Linked DNA regions of Danio rerio: region 1 is linked to region 2. Evidence: chromatin contacts called from public Micro-C data. All regions are on one chromosome and are shown on one strand. The core of a region is the stretch at or near the end of the contact, and the rest is flanking DNA. Distances in the headings are between cores, read along the strand shown.

Region 1 (5,944 bases), core at 629-3,128, 130 kb before region 2:
TGACTTACACTTTTCGTTGAAAAAAGCTCTTCATGTCCACCTTTTTTTACTACCTTCATCCTTGTGCGTGTCAGACACCTCACACACATTGGGAAATCCCCCCCGCGCAGTAGTTTTGGCGCTGCTTGTATCTGAAAGGAGCCTCTCAACATGATAGCAGAGAAAGGCACAGCCAATCAAAATGTTCATATGTGTCTGGGGGCGGTGCGACTTGAGGAGAGAAGGTGATTTAACCCTTTCAGCGTGGCTAGGTTTATACAGTTTATACTGACAGCGCGATGTTTTTAAGGGAATTAAATTATTGGTGGGGACATTTCAGTACTTTGTGGATATTGGTGGGGACACCTCCACCCTAAATCTACGCCCCTGACTGGAGTAGTTGGCGGTTCATTCCACTGTGGCGACCCCAGATTGATAAAGGGACTAAGCCGAGAAAAAAATGAATGAATCAATTATACCTATAAACTATATTACATTGTTTTCTTTCATACGTTGTATGAAATCAAAACAAATAAATTATTACATAATTAAATATGATTTAATATACAATGAAATATATTATATATATTTTTATATTTTATTTATATATATATATATATATATATATATATATATATATATATATATATATATATATATATATATTTATATATATATATATATATATATATATATATATATATATATATATATATATATATATATATATATATTATATATATATTATATTATTATAGTATTTGACTGCGGTACTTATAATCTAATGGTAACCACCCCAAGTACCGCAGTCAAATATATATATATATATATATATATATATATATATATATATATATATATATATATATATATATATATATATAATATAATATATATATATATATATTATATTATTATTATAGTATTTGACTGCGGTATTTGGGGTGGTTACCATTAGATTATAATCTAATGGTAACCACCCCAAGTACTGCAGTCATATATATATATATATATATATATATATATATATATATATATATATATATATATATATATATATATATATATATATATTTATTATTATTATTATTATTATTATTATTATTATTATTATAGTATTTGACTGCGGTACTTGGGGTGGTTACCATTAGATTATAATCTAATGGTAACCACCCCAAGTACCGCAGTCAAATATATATATATATATATAAAAAACTAGGTGACGTGGGTGACGCTCTGGTCCGAAAACACCGAATCCCGAGATTAGATGAGAATGCCAAGGAAACGCATAGGAAGCTGCTGCCGCCACGCTTTCAACAGATGTGCAGTGAAAGGCAGCCTGCCACGTACTGAATTTAGCATTTGAATCTTTATTATAGTTCAATCTATAGGCATACAGATTGAGGTAAAGTTGATTTTATATTCGGACATATACTTAAGATCATTCCAAATAAGTGTTCTTCGCTAAATCTAAATACTGAATTCATATTAGCAGCTATAAACAACGTTTACAGCCAATTAGTAGTGGTAATATTGTTTTGAAGTCATACTTGCATGCGATTTCTGAGCCAAATATTCAAAGTAGCTCGGTAAACAAGCCGTCACAGTTGAAAAAATGGACGAATGTCCGAATATAAATTCAACTTCAATGAGATACAGTAGGCTATTTCATTCAGCTACGCCTCTAAATGTGTTTTTTATTGTTATATTTTATTCTTTCAACAGATGCAGATGTTTTATTCGCTTTATTTGTCAAGTTTTTCTGCTTGGGATGGAGGAGGTCGCCTGCGTTTTTTGTTTTTTTTTTTCCAAATGGACTCCCTCAACCAAGAGAGATTACCACACAGTCTGAGTTTACCTGAGCATAGCACTAAGTGACGCTCCAGTTGTGTAACGTTACAGTCTATGGTCGAGCTGTTCTGCCTATCGGACGTTTAACACGTTTCTCATCAAATCCTCACCGTCAGAAACGATGCTGTTTTTTCTTCTGTTGTGGACATTACTGCAATGTGCAGGTTAGTGCAGAGCTTTTCCCGCCGTTGTCTAAACTCTGTTGCATGTGCTATTGTAGGATTTGACAGTAATTTTGCACAAGATCTCGAAGCCAGAGCGCAAAACGTCGCTTTTAGGTTGCAAAAGTTTGCTTTAAAGTGAGTCAAATCAAAGTTACATCCAAATAGTTGCTCGATCTTGCTGTGTATGGCAAGCCGTCATAACATTTAATCTTTAGCCCGTACTAGTATTTATAGTCATGTTACTACTAGTGATTTATTTATTTATTTATTTTAGATATTAGTATCTTTTCCATTTAATACTAGAACTTATTCGTAGATGCTACTGCCTATTCCTTAGATACTAGTGCTTTATAAAAATATACTAGACCTTAAACTCATTACTGGTTCTTTTTATTAGATACTAGTACTCATTCATTAGATACTAGTACTTATTAAACAAATACTATTACTTAATAAATAGATACTACAACTTATGTAAAATATACTAGTACACATTTATTAAATATTAGTTCTTGTTTGAAATGTTACTAGTAAAAATGTTATGACTAGTCCAAATAAAGAGTAATTTTACTAGTAAAATAAAGATAAGACAAGTAAAAAAGCAGGACTGACTAGTAAAATAAGAATAGTTACTAGTAATAGTTATTAAAGATACTACTGCTTAATAAATAAATACTAGTGCTAATGAAAAAACTACTAGTGTCTATTTAATAGTTACTAATATCTAATGAATTGGTACCAGTATCTATTTAAGAAATACTAGTATCTATTAAATAGATACTAGTATCTAATGAATAAGTAGAAGTACCTGAATAAGTACTAGTATCTAATACTAAAGTACTAGTATGTATAAATTAGATGCTAGTAAATAATAAGTAGTACCTAATGATTACCTGCTAGTACATAAAAATATATACGAAAAAAATTTGTACGTAAAAATATGAAGGAATACACACTAGTCAAAACTAAATAGTTGAGATCTTAATGACAGATCCCATAGAAATCAATGGAAACATTTAAAATTTGTTACTAGAAACATTAACAGAGTAGTTGCTAGTCACTATTAAAATAAGTACTGGTATCTAATAAATAAGAACTAGTACCACTTAAATAGACACTAGTATCTAATGAGTAAGTTCTAGTATTTAATGGAAAAGTAATACTAGTATTAAAAAATAAACACTAGTAACATGAAAATAAATACTAGTACGGGCTATTGATTAAATGTCAAAATAGTTTGCCATAGTTTGCGTGCTTACTAGTGTAAAACTGAGGAGGAAAATAACCTATACAGAGCAGCGCAAATAGGCTATGCAAAGGTTAAGCATTTGCTGATGTTGTTTACTGGTGTTTAATCCTTTTATTTGATGCTTTTTTAAATTTATGGTGACTTTTAATAGAGAAACCTTAAGCAGTGGTTCATGTTTTGTATTTTACTTCAGTCCTAAGCCTCCGCTAGAGCGCTTGTGGCAGCAGGTGGATTATAAACTGACCTGACTTTACTCTTCTCATTCATCTATGCTGAAAAAGAGACAGTCTGAAATAATACTGTATTTACTGGGTTTTGCTTTGTTTTCACTATTCCACCTTTTCTTTTTTAAATCTCTGGTGACTTTTAAATGAGAAACCTGAAGCAGTTGTTCATGTTTTGTGTTTTACTTCAGTCCTAGCTATTAGATGTAGCCCGTGTGGCAGCAGGTGGATTTATAAATGAGACCTGATTACTCTTCTCATTCATCTATGCTGAGAAAGAGATACTCTGAAATAATACTGTATTTACTGGGTATGTGTTCGAGTTAAGTGTTAATATTTGGTTATTCTCTTCATGTTCTGTAAAGGTCTGATAACATTTCAGGTTTTAAACGTTGGGTGATTTTACTATAATGTTTTAATAGTTCATGTTAATGCATTTAGTAACATGACTGTTGTTTGTAGAGCATTTATTAATCATAATTCAGCATTTACTAATGCATTATTAAAACACAAAATGCTGCTTGTTGGCATTAGTTGATGCTGTGATATTGGAAAAATCTGATATTGCGATATGAACACAGTATCACAGGATGATTTGAATAGCTCTATTTGATATTTTTCTAGAGAGTCTAACAGGATTCAGGTACAGAAACGGCATCATCACAATGCAAAAACAAAGCTTTTCTTACTTTTTGTCTCATTTCCAGTTCAAGTATCTAGAAATTCTTAGAGCAAGTAAAAATATTGCTTTTTCACTATTCCACCTTTTTTTTTTTTTTTTTTTTTTTTAATCTTTGGTGACTTTTTAAATGAGAAACCTGAAGCAGTTGTTCTTGTTTTGTGTTTTACTTCAGTCCTGCTAGCTATTACATATAGCACTTGTGGCAGCAGGTGAATTTATAAATGAGACTGGATTACTCTTCTCATTCTTCTATGCTGAAAAAGGGATACTCTGAAATAATACTGTATTTACTGGTATGTGTTTGAGTTAAGTGTTAATATTTGGTAATTCTCTTCTTCATGTTCTGTAAAGGTCTGATAACATTTCAGGTTTCAGATGTTGGGTGATATTTTACAATAATGTTTTAATAGTTCATGTTATTGTATTTACATTTAGTAACATGAATGATGTTTGTACAGCATTTATTAATCATCATTCAGCATTTACTAATGCATTATTAAAATACAAAGTGCTACTTGTTGGCACTAGTTGATGTTATGATATTGGAAAAATCTGATATTGCTATGTTTTATTTTACTGTGATCAACATTGTGTTATGAACAAAGTTTTACAGGATTTATTCAGGTACAGAAACTGAATTATCACAATCCAAATACAAAGCTTTTCTCTCTTTTTTGGTCTCATTTCCAATTCAAATATCACAAAAATCTTAGAGCAAGTAAAATACTGCTTTGTTTTCACTGTCAGTCAAATTTTTCCTTAAAACAAGCTAAATTGTCTGGCAGTAGTGGACGATTAAATTTTGTTTTCGCTTTGAAATGTGGATATTTGGACTAGAAACTACACAAATTCTATGATTTTTATTTTTGCATAATTCATATAATTCTGTGTAAATACAGTAATCAGATACAATTCTGTTCAACTAATTCAGACTCAACATTGCATATCTTTGCGACGTGACTATTGGCAATGCACACATTGTGATATCTATGTGGAAATTAGATAATTGCCCCTTTCACACATACAGACCTTTCCGGAAAATTATTGGCTATAGACCTTTCTGGAAAATTACTGGCAATTTTCCAGAAAGGTCTCTATGTGTGAACGGGCCCTTTTTGAAAATACTGTTAATTTGTTAGGCAAGTTTCCAGAAAGAGAAGTTGTAACATTACTTGTAATTTTCCGGAATGCTGCGCTGTGTAAACACCGAAGGAAGATTACCGGAAAGAGCACGTTCACATCTAGAATGCGCTGATGTGAGACGTCTACTCTAGCCAATCAGGAAATTCAGACACATTCACATCCACATTGTTTACAAAAATAAAGGCCTTTGAATATTTTTCCAGACACATTTAGCTACTAGTTGTTAGTCAGACAACGTTTTTGTCTTCCTTCTTAATGCCAACTGTGGGGAAAAAATGATAGATAAAATGCTTGTGATAAACTGCTGTTTGTTTACCTTCAAGCTTTGCTTCAGTTGCTTGATGCATGTGCACGTGAAGCAGCCAGTGAACGCCAGCACACACACACATATACAGGGTTCTTACGGGTGCTGGAAATCCTGGAAAATGCTTGATTTTTAATATAGTGTTTTCAAGGTTAGAAAAGTGCTTGGATTTTGGTTAAAGTGCTTAAAAGGGCTCGAAATTGTGACTGTTTTGGTTGCATATGTGCACAATTTTGTCTATCTGACCTAGGGTTGTAACGGTATGAATTTTTCACGGTATGATAATCGTCTAAAACAATACCACGGTTTGACGGTTTCGCGGTATACGGTATGTTACAAATGTTACAA
Region 2 (5,897 bases), core at 1,098-3,597:
ACGACCCCTGATAAATAAGGGACTAAGTTGAAGAGAAATGAATGAATGGCTTATGCCGGTATTTTACCATTAGAAAATAAACCTTTCACTTTAGTGTTGCTCTCTGATTAAACATTGATGAAATACTACACACAGATGAGGGAATATCCAAATATTCACAGTGTTTGTGATGAAGATGAGGTTGTTTCTTCATGCAAAATAGATTTGAGGATTGAAATTAAATGTAGCTGCTTTATATTAGAGGTTAAGTGGAGGCGGCTCATTTATGACCCTTAGGACAAACAGTGCACAGAATATTAAGACAACAGGAGGGTTAAAGACACTAGTTAAGATAAAAGATTAATGAGATAAATCATTTAAAGGGCACATATTTTACCCCTTTTTCATGATTTAAGATAAGTCCTTTGTGTCTGTTGTGAAGTTAATTCAAGCCTTTCTGCAACAATGAGTACCACACAATGTTGTTACAAAGTTCACACACACACACACACACACACACACACACACACACACACAGAGGGGCAGATTGGCCATCTGGCAATTCTGGCAAATGCCAGAAGGGTTGGACCATGTTTCAAATGTGGGTCGGTCAGTTTTTTTAATAATTTTTTTTTTAATGTATTGTTTTTACATGCAGGCAGCATTTATCTCTTGCAAGATGTGAATACTATGATAATGAAAATGATAATGATAATAATAATAATACATCAAAAGTCGGACACTTCCCGAATTTCACTGTTTTGCCACCTGGAAACAGCACCAGTGGCAGAGATCGACATTTTTTTTTATTTTTTTATCACAGATCAATGACCTCAAGAAAAAACTACCATGATAATTTATTTATAGTAAATATTATAGTGTTTTGAATTGTTTTTTCAGTATTGGGTTATGCTTATTGTTGTGATGCCATAGTAACTATAGAATTTAAATAGGCTTTTTATGATATTTTTATAAACAATACTTTTTTTTCAACACTATATATTGCTATAAATTACTATGCTATTTTTTTAGTGTGAGAGTGGATGCAACTGAAATATCACTGTTTTTACAAAAAGATTGTCACAATCACAGAAGATGAACAGCTCATTACTTAAAAGGGTGTATTTAAAATATAAATCTGTATAATCAACAATGAGCCTAGATGTTAAAAGAATGTCAAAATAAACAGCTTATACAGCAAAATAAAATTTATTTGGCTATATTATAAATTAAGTAGCTATAGCGAGATGCTTTTGACTGACAGGTCATGACAAATGTTATGTTTATTTGTTTTGCTAGGAATGTCCCTAGAATGTGGCCCATTTCTATAGTAATTTCAGACTTTCTGTAGAGGGCAAGATTCACAGATTGTTTTTTATTTCATTTTTACTGTATGTATAAATTTGTTATTAACGGGTTGTTTTTGTTCCAGTCAAATACATTAAATGTTTAAATATCTATTGCATATGATATGGTACTGCCTATATTATTTCACCATCTGTACACCAATATGAGAAGTGGATGTGTGTGCCCATGGGTGGGGCTGTGTCAGTGTGGGAATGTGGGGTGATGTGGCTATACAGTGCCAGGGCTAAATTTTTGTCCCAGTCTGCCCCTGCACACACACACACACACACACACACACACACACACACACACACACACACACACACACACACACACACAGCGTGTGTGCTTACCTTTGCACTGTTTTTGCATGGAAAATGTGACAGGATATGCACTGCTGTATGGACATCCGTTATGTTAGTGTACAAAATAAACCTGATTTAACCTCCACATACCGGGATTGAATCGTTTTCTTTTATAATTGTACTGACAAGCGACGGTGGTGCTAAAGTAAAGACAGTAAAATTGCTGTAATTCATTACAAACATGCACTGTTTTAAAAACATTTTAAACTTGTACACGTCATTCTTGATCACATTTGATGATGATTGATGATCACAGAGAGCTAAACCCATCTTTTAATCCCAGTTGCTTTGCGCATGTCCTGTCTTGTTGATATTATTGTACGCGTTACTACGGAGACATGTTAAGATGCAGCTGTGAGAAATGGGGGGGATTTGGATCTTACTTCAACATCAGGCAATTTAAAAAAAAGAGACATGTTGTGTTTATATCAGCCCAGTATGACTGTGGACACACTATACCTACACACAGTGCTGTCCAAACAGCTTACAAATGATGATTTTGATCATAGGTGTCCTTTAAGATAAAATGTCAGCATTTTCTATGATTTTCAGCACCCATGTGAGCCATGTATTACTACACAGAGTCTGCACTCACCCTATTGAGCGGATCTTGTAGCGCATTCTGTCAATGTGTAACACCTTCACCTCCTGAAAAACAGGAAAAGGGTGTGCTTGTTGGAGAACATGGAAAGAGGATGTAAGCTCAATGTGTGTACTGTGTGTATGATACCCGTGGGATGAAGAAGATATCGGCGCTGAATTTGAAGAGCCAGTCATCCAGAAAGTGGTAAAGAAGTGACTCCATATCATCTCCTGAAACAAACACAAGATAAAGTTACCATCTGGTCTAACCAGTCCTGTTCCCACACAGAGCATCATGAAGACAATGATTCACTTTTTCTGCTTTTCTTGGTCAATGAAACAGCCTTTTGACTCCTAAGAGGGCCGTTGTGTAAGACAGAATTCAAAAACGATGAATATTGGTTACTAACACTTTATATATTGCTGTATTTAAAAGAAATAAGCTTTACTATTATAGTTTTCTGTTTAATTTATTTATTGGTCTTTTTTATTATGTTAATGGGATAGTATGCGATATGATGGCTCTGTGGTCTTCACAGCAAGAAATTCACTAGTTCGAGACCCGGCTGGGCCAGTTGGCATTTCTGTGTTGGCGTGGGTTTCCTCCGGTCCACAGTCCAAAGACATGCGCTTTGAAGAATTGAATAAACTAAATTGGCCGTAGTGTATGTGTGTGAATGTGAGTTTATTGGTGTTTCCCAGTACTGGGTTGTGACATCCGCATGTGTAAAACATATGCTAAAATAGCTGGCGGTTCATTCTGCTGTGGCGACCCCTGATAATCAAGGGACTAATGGGATAGTTCACTCAAAATTGAATATTTCTTCATCATTTACTCCAAACTTTTAAGAGTTTTTTCTTCGATTGAACACAAAAGAAGATGATTTGAAGAATGTGAGGTCTGACTTCCATAATAGGAACAAAGAATACAATCATTCTTCAGTATTTCTTTCTTTGTGTTCAACAGAAGTAAGAAACTCAAGTGGAGGACGAGTAAATAATTGAATATTCATTTTTGGAGTGTACTGTCTCTTTAAACTTTTGTCGCTTTGTAGTTTAAGCAGCACACTTTCAGGGCTGCAAACTGAAATTGAGACATCTTAAGGAGACAGTACACCCCAAAATGAAAATTCAACTATTTGCTCGATCCAAAACCTGAAGATATTTTGAAAGAAAACTGCAAACCTGTATTCATCGACTTTCATAGTAGGAAAAACAAACATTAGGAAAGTCAGTGGTTACAGCTTTTCAGCTTTATTCAAAATATCTTCAGATTTTACATGAGTAAATTGTTTAATTTTCTTTTTTTTTGGGGGGTGGGGGGGTGGGGGGGGGGGTGTACTGTCTTTTTAAGATAACTTAATTTCAGTTTAAAGTGGTTGAGGCAGCCCTGAAAGTGTGTCAGCTTAAACTATAACCTATTTAAGGCCACCGGCAACTATAGTTGCCAAAGATCATAGTTGCCAGTTTCCTTTTATAAGTAATTTTCTACATGTTATCCATGTTTGATTTTTCCTTGACATGCAAGAAAACAACCAAATAAAATATTTCAAAAAAATAAAAAAGGCACTAAATTTCTTTCCTGTCATGTCCGGATTTCATCTTCCTACCACTTATTCCTACCTCTAAGTTTTAGAGCAGTATTGGTAACACTTTACAATAAGGTTCATTAGTTAATGCATTTACTAACATGAACTAATCATGAACAACACTTGTACAGCATTTATTAATCATAATTGAACATTTACTAATGCATTATTAACATTCAAGTCCATGCTTGCTAACATTAGTTAATGCACCATGAGTTAACATGACCTAACAATGAACGACTGTATTTTCATCAACTAACGTTAACTAACATGAACAAATACAGTAGTAGATGTGTTGTTCATTGTTTGTTTATGTTAGTAAATGCATTAATTAACATTAACTAATGAACCTTATTGTAAAGTGTGACCGCAGTATTTTATTACAGCCTTAGACAAAGTTGAATTTAAAAGGATAGTTCACCCCAAAAGAAAAATTTACCCACTATTTAATCTCCTTTAAATAGTTTCACGCCTTAAAGAGTTTCTTTTTTCTGTAATAAAGTAGCATATTAAACTTTGTAGTTCAAGCTGACACACTTTCAGGGCTACCGCAATAACTTTAAACTTAAATTAAGTTTTCTTAAATCGACAGTACACCCCAAAAATGAAGATTCTGTTATTTATTCATCCAAAACCTGAAGATATTGTGATAGAAAACTGCAAACCTGTAAACATTGACTTTCATAGTAGAAAAATAAACATTAGGAAAGTCAGTGGTTACAGGTTTTCAGCTTTCTTCAAAAAAATCTTCAGGTTTTAGATGAGTAAATTGTTTAATTTTAATTTTTGGTGTGTACTGTCTCTTTAAGATGACTCAATTTCAGTTTAAAGTTATTGCGGCAGCCCTGGAAGTGCATCTGCTTTAACAATGAAGTGACAAAAGTTTTATATGCGACTTGTTTTTCTTGAATGATAAAATAGTTATTTCAGTCTTGCTGGGAAAAGAACAAACAGAATATTTAAGCAATTTAATTGTGTTTTTTGTGACTCATTTAAAAACACATTACGCCTATTTCTCAGTCACACAATGCCTTGGAATATTCAATTTTGGTTATTTCCACACTTTCAACAGCAGCTGAAAATAAACCATGATTTAAATAACTGCAATGTATAAACATGGTGTTTTTGTTCTTTCCCTCTGCACTGTTAACTAAAGGCAAAGTTACCCAAAACCAAAAAATCTGTCATCATTTACTCACCCTTAACTGTTTATGTTTCTTTGTTTCACAGAAGAAAACATTTTGAAGAAAGCGGGAAACCTGTAACCATTACCTTCCCTAGTATTTGTTTTGGCAAGTAAATGGACGTCAACAGGTTTTTAACATTCTTCAAAATATCTTCTTTTGTGTACAGCAAAATAAAAAAAACGGATAAAGATTTGTATTGTGTGAACTGTCCTTTAAATGCACACAGTACTTAAAAGAAAAAACAAATATTATTTTGATGTGCATGTGCAGCGCCCTCACCGCCTGATGAGGGACAATAATGTTAATAAAAACACAGGAAACACGGAGCTGCTGCTGCTTCACGTCTGTGTATTGTTTTTTTAAATGAATGCACTTAAAAGTGTACTTTCACATTGTAGAACAACATACGTAAACATCTTCACAGAGATTATATATATACACATATCACAAAATAATCACATACAAATTCCCTGCACATTACTGTTATAAATTACTATAAAGTAATTATATGATTCTTCCTGAATAAACTATTCACAGTTTAATTATTCTATAACACACACAAAGGCATATAACCGACCTACACATATATCTCTCTTTAAATATACATTGTAACCAACTATGGGAAATAATAGCACTTTGTGACTTTATAATTACTTTTGTAACAATATTCCCTTTGTTAGTTGTTAAGTTGATACATATAATATACATTCACTTGACCGTTTCTTCAGTTGGCATTTAAATCATCACTGTTACCGTTGGAAATACAGTGCAGAGCAATATATATATAGTTAATAGGAACTCTTATATATATTAACATACACTATCAGGTTAATTTAATAGATGAAACT

Evidence for each region. A called contact is a pair of places that touch in the nucleus more often than the background predicts.
Region 1: a contact with region 2 is called in a Micro-C map of caudal fin, with 2.9 times the contacts expected there. The contact joins the promoter of LOC797620 here to the enhancer-like site in region 2. A contact is called at or near these places in 1 of 18 Hi-C or Micro-C datasets (caudal fin) and 1 of 4 datasets of contacts at active chromatin or transcription factors (caudal fin).

Annotation. Positions count from the first base shown.
Region 1 is chr13:48,588,040-48,593,983 of GRCz12tu, reverse strand. It overlaps LOC797620 (V-set domain-containing T-cell activation inhibitor 1), which reads left to right and starts at 1,878. Exons shown (of 4, transcript XM_021480896.3): 1 at 1,878-1,994. The coding sequence starts at 1,952. LOC141377063 (a long non-coding RNA gene) reads right to left here and starts at 120. Exons shown (of 3, transcript XR_012388923.1): 1 at 9-120.
Region 2 is chr13:48,456,236-48,462,132 of GRCz12tu, reverse strand. It overlaps zbtb8os (zinc finger and BTB domain containing 8 opposite strand), which reads right to left. Exons shown (of 7, transcript NM_001017687.1): 4 at 2,422-2,504; 5 at 2,287-2,339. Among named protein-coding and RNA genes, the nearest start is that of zbtb8os, 13 kb to the right of the region's middle. Within about 2 kb of position 2,347, at least 12 of the 62 cell types and tissues checked have an H3K27ac peak or open chromatin away from gene starts, as enhancers often do. A contact at or near this core is called in caudal fin, where this site is marked.